2 separate regions of the Sus scrofa genome follow, and region 2 is linked to region 1. The links are chromatin contacts, called in public promoter capture Hi-C maps. All regions are on one chromosome and are shown on one strand. Each heading gives the region's core, a stretch centred on a gene start, on an enhancer-like site or on the middle of the called end of the contact. The rest is flanking DNA. Distances are from core to core; before and after follow the strand shown. Region 1 holds the start of RMND1 (required for meiotic nuclear division protein 1 homolog). Region 2 holds the start of ZBTB2 (zinc finger and BTB domain-containing protein 2).

Region 1 (5,827 bases), core at 1,859-4,358:
TCAATGATCCAACCACCTTTTCACTGTCCCCACTTCACTTCCTCCACACTTAAGAGTCCACGGTCTACCAGTACTCTCTCTCTCTCTCGCTCATACACCTCAAATCTCTTGCACCCCTCTCTCTTCCACGCATCCATGTATATAACATCAACCCAAATTAAATCTAATTCACCCAATTTGTGCCTGGACTTGTGCATCGTAATGTGGATGGAGAGAGACGACCAACCAGGAGAGCGACCAACCAACCAGCTGGTCTCACTTTAAAATCAGGATCACTTCACTCCAGGTGGGCCTTTCAGGATGCTCAACACTCTCTACTACATTTTGCTATTGTATTTTACTCTCTACTCCCTCATCATACCTTCAATGTCTCCTTCTTTCTCATTCTCAATAATGACTCCTCCTTTTTTTCTCTCTAGGGCGGCACCCGAAGCATATGGAAGTTCCCAGGCTAGGGGTCCAATCGGACTCTACACCACAGCCACAGCCATGGCCAGATCCGAGCCGGGGGTGCAACCTACACCACAGCTCATGGCAGCACTGGATCCTCAACCCACTGAAAGAGACCAGGGATCGAACCCACATCCTCATGGATACCAGTTGGGTTCTTGATCCGCTAAGCAGGGAACTCCTCTCGACAGAGATCCTGCTTCCTCCTTTCTTGACAAAACAATTAGAGGTGAACGAACGTCTACCAGCTCTTGCCATTATCCACCTGCCCACTATTGCTTTTGTGCCCACATACTTTGTCTTCCCTTCTACTGCTACAGATGAGGTGCCTGTGGTCCCAGGTACAGCCAGGTCCTCTGACCACCGAAGGCCTGGTTAAGCCCTTCTCCCCTCTCCCTCCCATGCTATTTATTTTTCTCTTCTTACTGGCACATTTCTATTAGCAGAAAACTAGGTTCCAACTTCCTCCATCTTATCCCAACAATTCTCCCTGACCCCATCTTCCCCTTCCATATATACCTTTTCTTTAAGCGTCTTTCCTTTTAGAGGCGTTTTACTCTCTGTCTCCATCTCTCTTTTCTTTTTAACTCACTCAAATCAGGCTTTCATCCCACCTGTCAAGGCCAGCAGTGACCTCCATATTTCTAAGTCCAATGGTTACTTCTCAGTCTTCATTTTACCTGACTTACCAGCAGCATCTGATGCAGCTGATCACTCCCCCCAACCACCCCCATGTGCTTCTAGGGTACCACACTGGCCATTTCCATCCTACCTCACTGGTTGGACCTTCTGTCTCTTTAGCTGGTTTCCCATCCCAAGAATGTAATGCACCAAGGCTCAGTATTTGGGTCACTTTTCTATTCTCAGCTCCTGGTGCTCTTACCCAATCTCATAGTTTTATATACTATCACGCGTTGATGAAGAGCAAATAGTTGTCCCTAAACCACTCGGATAAGCATGACAATGTGCAACATGCTCAAAACTGAGCTTTTGAAAACTTCCTGCACACCCTATTCTTGCCAGAGTCTCTCTGACTCAGGAAATCCCAATCACAGCTTTATCTTTGCTAAAGCCCCAAACCTGCAATCCCCCTCATGCTTCTCTTCACTCTCCATACCCGTGTGTCAGCAAATCCTCCTGGCTTTGTGTGACCTCAGCACCAGCACTGCCACTACCCTGGTCCAAGCCGCTGTCTTTCCCAAGAATCATTGTCACAGCTTCTGAACTTTTTTCTCAGCTCTGTTCTTCAGACTCTTCTCGACACAGCAACCAAACGTCAGTCAAATCACATCTTCCATCTTCATAAAATGTGATGCCAGCCTCATATTTCCCTTGAAATAAAAGCCAAAGACCTTAAAATGGACTGTATGGCCCTCCATCCTCTGGTCCTTTATCATAACCCTAACATCTCCTACAGCTTTCTTCCCTCCTTTATTTTGCTCCAGTCACTCTGGCCTCTGCATCTTTACACTTACTTTGCCTTCCACTCTTCGCCCACATATCTCTAAGCCTCATTCCCTTATCTCCTTCAGACCTTTGCTCCCACGTCTCCTACCCAGTAAAGTCCTCCTTCCCCAACCACTTCATTTAAAATGCACATGAGAACGCACATTCTGGCCTGCTCCACTTTTTATTTCTCCATTGCACTTAACATTACTTGCAAACACTTTGTTTTGTTTTTGGCTTTGCCTGTGGCATATGAAAGTTCCCAGGCCAGGGATCTAACCCAACATCAGATCCTTAACCTCTAGGCCACCAGGAAACTCCAATACTTTGTGTTTTAAATTTATTAAACAAATTATGAACCGAGTTCCTACCCTGTGCCAGACATTGTCCTCCCTGCTAATACAGATGAAAATAAAATAGATAAAAATCCATATCTTTTGAGGCTTACATCACAGTGGGGGGAAGAGAGATAACAGACGTGGTAAATAAAATGTACATGAGAGTGACAATGCTAAAGGGGAAAAAAACAGAAGAGGGAAGGAGATCTTTGTCTCTCTCCTGTAGCACAGAAGTTTCTTGAGGATAAAGATTTGTCTATTGTTCATGCTGCGTCTTCTGTGACCACAGTGCCCAGCACACAGGAGGTAATTCAATTCATATTTTCTGAATGAGATACAAGGCAGCTATTCTGTTCTTGGACACACTGTCTACTTTTTAAGAACAACATACCAACTAAGAACACTGTATCAGCCAGGCTACGATTCAATGGATAAATGGCGCTAATCTTTGCGAGCATGTCTTCCAATGCTTTACGCCGTTCAAAAGTATTTTATCTTTGCAGTTACCGCTTGCATTGGTTCAAAAAAGGGTTCAGTATGTGTGCATTGATGGAGTGCTTTTTTTACTCCCAGCCAAGTCGACCAAAGATCACTGTAATAGGCAAGGGCCATCAACGTACCGGTGAAACCTGTGACGCTAGAGGTTCAGGTCTGCGGGAAGCAAAGGCGGGGAGCGTTATGCCGGGACCGTGCAAGCTCCCAGAACAAGGCAGTGGCACTAACCTCTCCGCCGGAAAAGAAGAGGGACCCGCCAAGGGTGCAAATTTCCGCGACCCCGCCGCAGCCAAGTGTCGCGAGGCAACAGCCAGTATCAACCCGGACCTCCCGCCCCTCCCAGCGCCAGGCAGTGCGCAGGCGCACAGAACTCCAGACGCCGCCGAGCGTAAGGCGCTGGCTCCACGTGACCACAGGACCACGTGACCCCGTGCCACCGTGACCTTTTCCGCTCCCGAGTCCCTGAGACCTCCCGGTCCCTGCTTGCTTCCGCCTTCCGCCCGCTTCCTTATTCCGCTTCTCACGTCGCCCTCAGCTGTCCCCGCCTTCGCCCCCGGAAGATCTCCGCGTCCTCAAGCTGGCCATTGTTTGTCTCTGCTATGGGCACCAAATAAAGTTTTTTCATTCAAAAGCATTTTTTAACCCGCCTCCCTCCTCACCTCAGCTCCTCCCTCGCGCCGGCACCTCCTGCTTTCCTGCGTCTGGTGAAACCCGAGAGTTGGCGCGGGGAACGCGGATGGTGATGGCGGGGCCTCCGAAGTCTCTCTCGGGACAGGACGTAGGGTTCGTGTCGCTTTCCTCGCTCACTCCTCTTCCTCCTCCCCGCTTTTGCGGAAAGCTGGGCCCCATCGGGAGCCGTCGGGCCCCAGCGGGGAAGCGGCGCTGTGCGGTAGGCGCCTGCTCCCCGCCGCCCGCGAGTTCCATCGCACCGTAGGTCCTGCTTTGCGGCGGCGGCGGCTGGGTTTCTAAGGACTCGCGTGGAGGCGAGGGCAGGGCGGCCGCTCGCTGGGCTCCAGGCTCGGATAGGCTTTGTAACTTCTTCCTTGCAGTGATTCGTGATTTCTTCCCTGCCTGCACCGGCACGGACTGCGAACCCTGACTGAAGATCTCCGTTTACCCCGGCGTCTCTGCAGTGATGGTTCGCGGGTTTTTAGCCTTATATTAATTTGTATCAAACAGTTATGTTTTTAAAGCGGTTCGAACTGTGGTTTTTTTTGTTTTTTGTTTTTTTAACTCCCGCATGATTGTCTTGAGAGTGTATGCCCGCTTTTAGAATGTTGCAGCGGCTGGTTTTAATTATATTTTATTTAGTTAATGAACCTACTTTGCAGGGGGTTAAAGTTCTCTACAAAAGCTGGGGGGGGTCCTCAGATCGCTGATCAGATTAATTCATAATCCCACTAAAAAATTACTGTACCTTCTTGCCTTTTAGGCTTCATGTTATAGATTCCATTAAAAATATATCTATCTGTATAAATTGAAAGGCCTAATTTATATTTGAGATATGTCCTTACGGCAAAGTATTGCAAAACCCAAGAACACTTAGAAGAAATTGTACCGGCAGTAGAGGGAGGTGAGAGAGGCACCAGTGTCCCATGATTTAAGCATGTGCTCAGCTTCAGGGTCGTGCAAATATAGGGGTTGTGTGTGTCTAAATACTGAGCCCGGGCGCTCTGCCTTCACTCTAGTGCTGACCTGAGACCTTAGCCTTAGAGATGCAAGCCTCTGGAGACATTTAGTAGGTGGAAAAATAGTAATACTTTCCAAATAAGTAAACCTCAGAGGACTAGCACTTCTTTTTCTATCTGCTGCCTTGGGAAATTCAAGTGTCATTGATTTAGTATTCTTTCTCTTCTTCCAAGGAATTAGTAGTAATTCTTAAAAGTTAAATTCTGATCAGAGCAGTTAACTCTGCATATTAAAATCTACTCGCTGTAAAACACCACAGAATCAGGAAGCATTTTTGCAATTTTCTTTGTTTTATATTTAACATTTGAGGAAGTCTTTTAAAGAAATACTCAAGGTATAATCCTATTTTTTAAAATTTGCAATAAGGTATTTGAGTTTTTAAGAAGATCCCGCATTAAAGTAGGAGATTTGGGCAGCAGTATTTCAACTTACTTTGTTTTTACTTTGCCTCTGGTGATCTGAAGATATAAATGACCTGATCAGCTAAGTTTTGTGCTTTTGATTTAAAAACTGCACAGAATTTCATCACTTACTGAAGTCTTTTTTCTAACTCATTCATGTATTTCCTTAAACTAATTATGATAAAGTGATAATCGTTAAATCTTTTTGGGGGGCTGACATCGTATAGTTTTTTAAATTGAAGTGAAGTTGTCAGTGTTGTATTAATTTCAAGTGTGATAATCTGTACATCTTGATTTTTGTATGTTTAAAATCAGGAATATCTTTAGTTTTTAATTCAAGTATACCCAAGTCATCTCCAGCTTTCTTCATTCTTTGACACTTCTACAAAAATCTCTAATTGGAATTCCATCCTGGCTCAGTGACAACGAATCTGACCAGCATCCGTGAGGACTCAGGTTCCATCCCTGGCCTCACTCAGTGGGTTAAGGATCTGGCGTTACCATGAGCTATGGTGTAGGTCGTAGACACAGCTCGGATCTGGCGTGGCTGTGGTGTAGGCTGGCAGCTATAGCTCCAATTCGAGCCCTAGCCTGGGAACTTCCATAGGGCTGCAGGTGTGGCCCTAGAAAGACAAAAAAGAAAAGAAAATCAAATTTTCCAGTTGGGAGAGGAAGATGATAATATGCCTTAATTTTATTTAGGGTAGAAGAGGATGGAAGGAGTTATTGGGCAGATAGAGAAGACAGCAAGAAAACCTTTGGAAAGAATTAAATTTGACTAAGAATATAACACAAGAGAGAAGCAGGCTCATAAATGTCTTTCATTCTTTATGTTTTTCTAGCACAGTAGAGTCTTTCAGGCAGTCTTACATCCATTGCCTCATCTTTCTAAGAAGTCACTTAGTAAGTAATAGACCTGGGAGAAAAGTCTGGATAATTCTTTTTCTGTCTCTCTCTCTCTCTCTCTGGTTTTGTGTGGTTTTTTTTTTTGCTTTTTAGGGCCACTCC
Region 2 (5,827 bases), core at 1,043-3,542, 63 kb before region 1:
TGTTCATGGATGAATTAGGATTGAACCAGAATTCATGCTGAATCAATCTGTAAGTAATTATATCAGCTAATGACATTTTTCCTCTGAGGGCATCTAGTCTCCTTCCTCAATCTAAAATGAGAAAACAGGCATATAAAAAAGTTAAACTACACAAGCCCATTCAGTTTAGGAAAACTAAGCAGATTTTCTCTTGTTTTTGTCATGAATAATCTGTGTGCTGATAGAGATGAGAAAATTGGCTGGTGATTTTTTACCCCAATCTTTTCTAAAGTTAGAGTGTTGGACTTTTGTTAGTCTTCCAGTGTGCAACCTGCTACATGATAGTAGTTATACTTTCTATTTTTTGGCCTCTGGATGATGCTTGATGTCTTATGAATTTGCAGCCTCCTCATACAGTACCCCTGCCCCCAAATGATTTTTAAAGGAAACAGAAAATGTGCTTATGAAATGAATGTTTTTAAAATTATTATTATTTTTTGTCTTTTTGCCATTTCTAGGGCCGCTCTCGCGGCATATGGAGGTTCCCAGGCTAGGGGTCTAATTGGAGCTGTAGCTGCTGGCCTACTCCAGAGCCACAGCAACTCGGGATCCGAGATGTGTCTGCAACCTACAACACAGCTCACGGCAATGCCGGATCTGTAACCCACTGAGCAAGGCCAGGGATTGAACCTGCAACCTCATGGTTCCTAGTTGGATTCGTTAACCACTGCACCACGACGGGAACTCTGGGAACTTCTTTTAAATGAATTTAAACTACTCTTAGCTCCATGTGCTGCCTCTTACACTGACTGTAAGATTGGACTGTGTTAACGTTTCCAAGACCTAAAAGTAGATAACTAAAAGATAATCAGGGTTTGAGTGTACGGAAAACTACCATGTTTTTTGCTGTGAGATTTTCGTGGAAACTTTGGATCTAGAAGCCTTTGTTCTAAGACTAGCTTTGGCCTACTGGTACAGGGAGCAGGGTGAGTCTGACGCTGGTGATGTGAGTGAAGTCAGGATAAATTTCTGTGCCCTGCTGTGATGTTTCTCTTCCTTCCTTCCTTTTAAATCCATTAGGCTTTGCGGAGTAGTAGGTGGGGGCACACTTTACCATCTTACATGTTTTACAAAATTGAATAATGGCTGCTTATTTCTTAGACTGCGTTCCAGTTTCTCTTACCACTAGGACACCTGACAGTTCCATTCTGCCCTGAAGCACTAGGTTTACGTACTTAGGTAGTTACCCTCCTTCCTTTGCTATTTATTTGTCTACCTGTATAATGTATCCCCCATCCCACTCTAAGATCCTTACAAGGACTTCCTTTCATACATACTGCTGGTACTCAGACGCTTACAGAATTGAATACTATCTCCCATTAAAACTGAATGACGAAATAGTGTAGAAAACCTTGGGATATAGTTGCAGGTGGTGGAGATGTTAATACCTATCTGTTCTTCAGATGCTCACAGTCCAGTGGGGAACACAATATACACTTAATACCCAATTTGGTCTGCAGTACACACGTGCAGGGCGGTGGTGGTATAATGCAGCTGGTGGTGAATCTGAATTTTGAAGGCTGTTGTGGATGTTTGAAAGATAAGACATGGTCTTAGGACATGTTTGAGATGGAGCCTTTTTCAGTTTTACTCCTTGACTATATATGTCTACCTTGAGTTGTTTTACTGTTGGCAAGTTGCCATCATGGTTGCTAAGTTGCTTCTTTCTGTGGCATGCACTTTCTTGTTATTTCTCTAGAGCTGTGCTGTCCTGTTCGATGGTGTCTAGCCACATGTGCCTAAGTTCACGTCACACTGACCACATTGTGCTTCAGTAGCCTCGTGGGGTCAGAGGCCACCGTACTGGACAGCACAGATATTACTGAACATTTCTGTCGTCACAGAAGGTTCTGTTCACAGTGCTGCTCCAGAGTCATATTTTGTTCATCTGCACATTTTCATGTTATCTGCAGTGTTACATTAGGAATAGAGTGAGTAAACTTAATAGCTTTCTGACACTGGGAAAGACATTGGTTGGCATGTATGAATAGACGGGAAAGAGCCTAGGATATTACAGTGGTTAAAAATACAGCCTTCGTTAAGTTCCTATTGTGGCTCAGCAGTAATGAACCTGACCAGTACCCATGAGGATGTGGATTCGCTCCTTGGCCTCCCTCAGTGGGTAAAGGATCTGCTGTTGCCCTGAACTGTGGTATAGGTTGGAAATGAGGCTCAGATTTGGTGTTGCTATGGTGTAGGCTGGCAGCTTCAACTCCCACCCTTAGTGGGGCCCTAAAAAGCAAAAAAAAAAAAAAAAAAGCCTTGGGGAGGGGGAGGGCCGTGGGATGGATGGGGAGTTTGGGGTTGGTAGATGCAAACTATTACATTTGGAATGGATAAGCAGTGGGGTCCTGCTGTATACAAGTACAGGAACCTATGTCAATCTCTTAAGTTAGAACATGATGGAGCATAGTATGAAAAATAATACATATATATATGTATATATGTATGACTGGGTCACTTTGCTCTAGAGCAGGAATTGAACATTGTAAATCAACTACTAAATTTTAAAAATAAATAGGCTTTGGAGGCAAATTTCCTTTGGAATCATGTTCTTGTGGGCCAGTAGGTTTTGGGCATGTTAATTAACCTCTGAGCCTGTGTTTTGTTTTATTCAAACAGGGATGATATTTATCTCACAGGGTTGTGTATTTAAAAAGTGGAGAGTTCCTCTTTTGGCTCAGTGGGTTAAGAACCAGACGCTGTCTCTGAGCATGCAGGTTTGATTCCTAGCCTTGCTCAGTAGGTTAAGGATCCAGTGTTGCCGCAAGCTGGGTGTAGGTTGCAGACACGGCTCAGATCCCGCATTGCTGTGTCTGTGGTGTAGGCTGGCAGCTGCAACTCTCATGCAACTCCTAGCCTGGGAACTTCCATATGCCGCAGGTATGGCCAAAAAAAGAAAAAAAGTGTAAGGGGCCTTAGCGCAGTACTATAGCAAGTGATAGGATCATTAATATATTTAAAAAATAATCACTAATTTAAAGAAGTTTTTAGGGTTATCTTACAGTAACATTAACTTTATTTTTTTTGTCTTTTTAGGTCTGCACCCAAGGTATATAGAAGTTCCCAGGCTAGGGGTCCAATTGGAGCTGTAGCCGTCCGCCTACACTACAGCTTACAGCAATGCTGGATCCTTAACCCACTGATTGAGGCCAGGGACTGAAGCCGCATCCTCATAGATACTGGTCGGGTTCACTACCACTGAGCCTTGACGGGAACTCCAAAATTAACTTTTTTGTGTGTACAGGTCTGTGAACTTGAATATAGGTGTATATTTATGTAACCACAACGGGATATAGGACAGCTCTGTCACTGCAGAAGACTTCCTCAAGCTGTCCTTTACTTACCTCCTCCCACTCTTCGCTGGCAGCTACTGAGTGCTTCACTTGCTGTCTTTTCTAGAATGTTATGTAAGTGAAATCATGTAACATGTAGTCTTTTGAGACTGGTCAGCCAAGTTGCGTGAAAGAGTCATAAAACGTTGTATCAAGGAGTTCCCGTCGTGGCGCAGTGGTTAACGAATCCGACTAGGAACCATGAGGTTGCGGGTTCAGTCCCTGCCTTGCTCAGTGGGTTACAGATCCGGCGTTGCCGTGAGCTGTGTTGTAGGTTGCAGACGTGGCTCGGATCCCGAGTTGCAGTGGCTCTGGCATAGGCTGGTGGCTACAGCTCCGATTGGACCCCTAGCCTGGAACCTCCATATGCTGCGGGAGCGGCCCAAGAAATGCCAAAAAGACCAAATAAATAAATAAATAAAATGTTGTATCAGTAAATAGCACAACTCATTTTTAAAGACATTAATTTTGAGGAGTTCCCGTCGTGGCACAGTGGTTGACGAATCCGACTAGGAACCAAGAGGTTGTGGGTTCGATCCCTGGCCTCGCTCAGTGGGTTAAGAATCCGGCGTTGCCATGAGCTGTGGTGTGGGTTGCAGACGCGGCTCGGATCCCGCGTTGCTGTGGCTCTGGAGTAGGCCGGTGGCTACAGCTCCGATTAGACCCCTAGCCTGGGAACCTCCATATGCCGCGGGAGCGGCCCAAGAAATAGCAAAAAAAAAATAAATAAATAAATAAAATAAAGACATTAATTTTGAAACACTATTTCTCACAATAAATGGTGGTCCAAATTTTTGCTTACAGAATTGTGGTTGACTCACGGTTTTTTTGTGTGAAAGTGAAATAACTGATGAAATTTATAGGGGAAAACTACTTCCCCCAGTTAATATGTGTATATATCAACTTGTTTTTCTTTGTGGAGATGGTTGACCATTGGTAGGGGAGGTTCCTGGTTTTAGTTTTTATTAAACATCTGTAGAGTTGCAGCAGGGTCCTGATTTGAAAAAGGTGGCTGTTTCAACATTATTAATTTCTAAAATGTAGTCTGAAGATAGGATAACAGCTGGCCGCTTTGCCCAGGACTTCTCCAGGTTAACTCTGAAAGCCTGGCTGCTCCAGGAAATATAGGATATAAAAGAGCATAATGAAGAAAACTTGAGGATTCCAGTTCATCAGGTATTAAGAGTGAATTATCAGCCAAGTATTTGTTACTGGTTTGTTGCCCTCTTTAAGTCTTCATTTGAATGAGTTTAAGAAGCACTCTAGTCTGTATTTTTTTGTTAGCAATATTGTAAAAAATTGTGGTAAGCAAATTTGCAAGTTTCATGTGTAGGAGCTCAATTAAGTCAAGTTTATACTTACAATCTCTTGAGTTTTGCAGTTCAGATAATACTATCTAAATCTGAGGTAAATTTTAAGTTTTTGTTGAATTAGCTACTGGGTTCCCCGTTCTGATTTTTTTTTCATGCCATCTCTTCTATAGATTTCTTTATAGGACATCTCTATAAGCAGATTACTTATAAGCCGTTAGCTGCCGTCCTCAGTAGACTGTAAACTTCACGGAGGTAGAGAGGCCTTTAATGTCGCTGTATCTTGGAGCCTGGAAGAGCACATTCTATGGATGAGTACTTGCTGAATTGCATGAAAAAATGATTGCTTCTGTGAGTAGGTTTTTAGTCCTCAGTGCTTTCCAGCCTATTACAAATTTTGGGGATGTAGAAACATTTTGTTTGTTTTAAAAGAAATATTTAAATCTACGTTTTTTTTCAAATTGTGCAGGAGTGAAAATATAGTCTATTTGTTAACCCTCTGTGAGTGAAGCTCCCTCAAGGAATGGGAATTTGGACCTTAATTCTTAAAATGGCAATTCTGAAGCAGTGGAGAGAGCCCTAAAAAAAAAAAAAAAAAAAAAAGGATTTGGATTGGAGGTATTTGTAAAAATTTCTCTACTTCTCATCCTTATCATCTTCTCCCAACACATGTGACACACGCACTTTGTAAAGGCGGGAGAGGAAAGGATGAGGAGATGGGGTTGGAGAAAGAATTGAGTCACCTGGGATTCAGTACTTAGTACATTAAATGGAGGTGCTAATGAGTTACTTAAAATCTGTATCTATAAACCTGAATACAAGCCAGTAAGTAGGCTCTAACTTGGTGGCTCCCAGAGTTTAGTGAGGGGAAGGACTTCGGGGAGAGCTGTGAAAACCATTTCTCAGCTGCAGCTCAGAGGTTCTAGTTGTGGCACACAGGACTCACCACTAACTGGTCACCCAGGTAACCTGCTGACGCTGTTGCTCTGAGGACCATCATTTGGAAAAAACTGCTCTAAGTGGTAGAAAGACAATTAAAAATAAGTGAATGTGATTACATTTTGTCAAAAATAACACTGCCTGGTATGTGTAAACTGGGTAGAGTTTAAAAGGCCTTTTGGGGGTTCCTGTCGTGGCACAGCG

The links. Promoter capture Hi-C pulls out the DNA fragments that hold promoters and counts their contacts.
Region 2: a contact with region 1 is called in a promoter capture Hi-C map of liver, with 3 times the contacts expected there. The contact joins the promoter of ZBTB2 here to the promoter of RMND1 in region 1. A contact is called at or near these places in 1 of 5 promoter capture datasets (liver), 7 of 47 Hi-C or Micro-C datasets (blood, epiblast stem cells, heart right ventricle and 2 more) and 2 of 2 datasets of contacts at active chromatin or transcription factors (alveolar macrophages and skeletal muscle).

The regions. Positions count from the first base shown.
Region 1 is chr1:14,792,913-14,798,739 of Sscrofa11.1, reverse strand. RMND1 (required for meiotic nuclear division protein 1 homolog) reads right to left here and starts at 3,108. Exons shown (of 13, transcript XM_005659141.3): 1 at 2,958-3,108; 2 at 1,568-1,781. It overlaps ARMT1, which reads left to right and starts at 3,417. Exons shown (of 5, transcript NM_001243637.1): 1 at 3,417-3,512. The coding sequence starts at 3,466.
Region 2 is chr1:14,855,398-14,861,224 of Sscrofa11.1, reverse strand. It overlaps ZBTB2 (zinc finger and BTB domain-containing protein 2), which reads right to left and starts at 2,292. Exons shown (of 2, transcript XM_021086767.1): 1 at 1-2,292.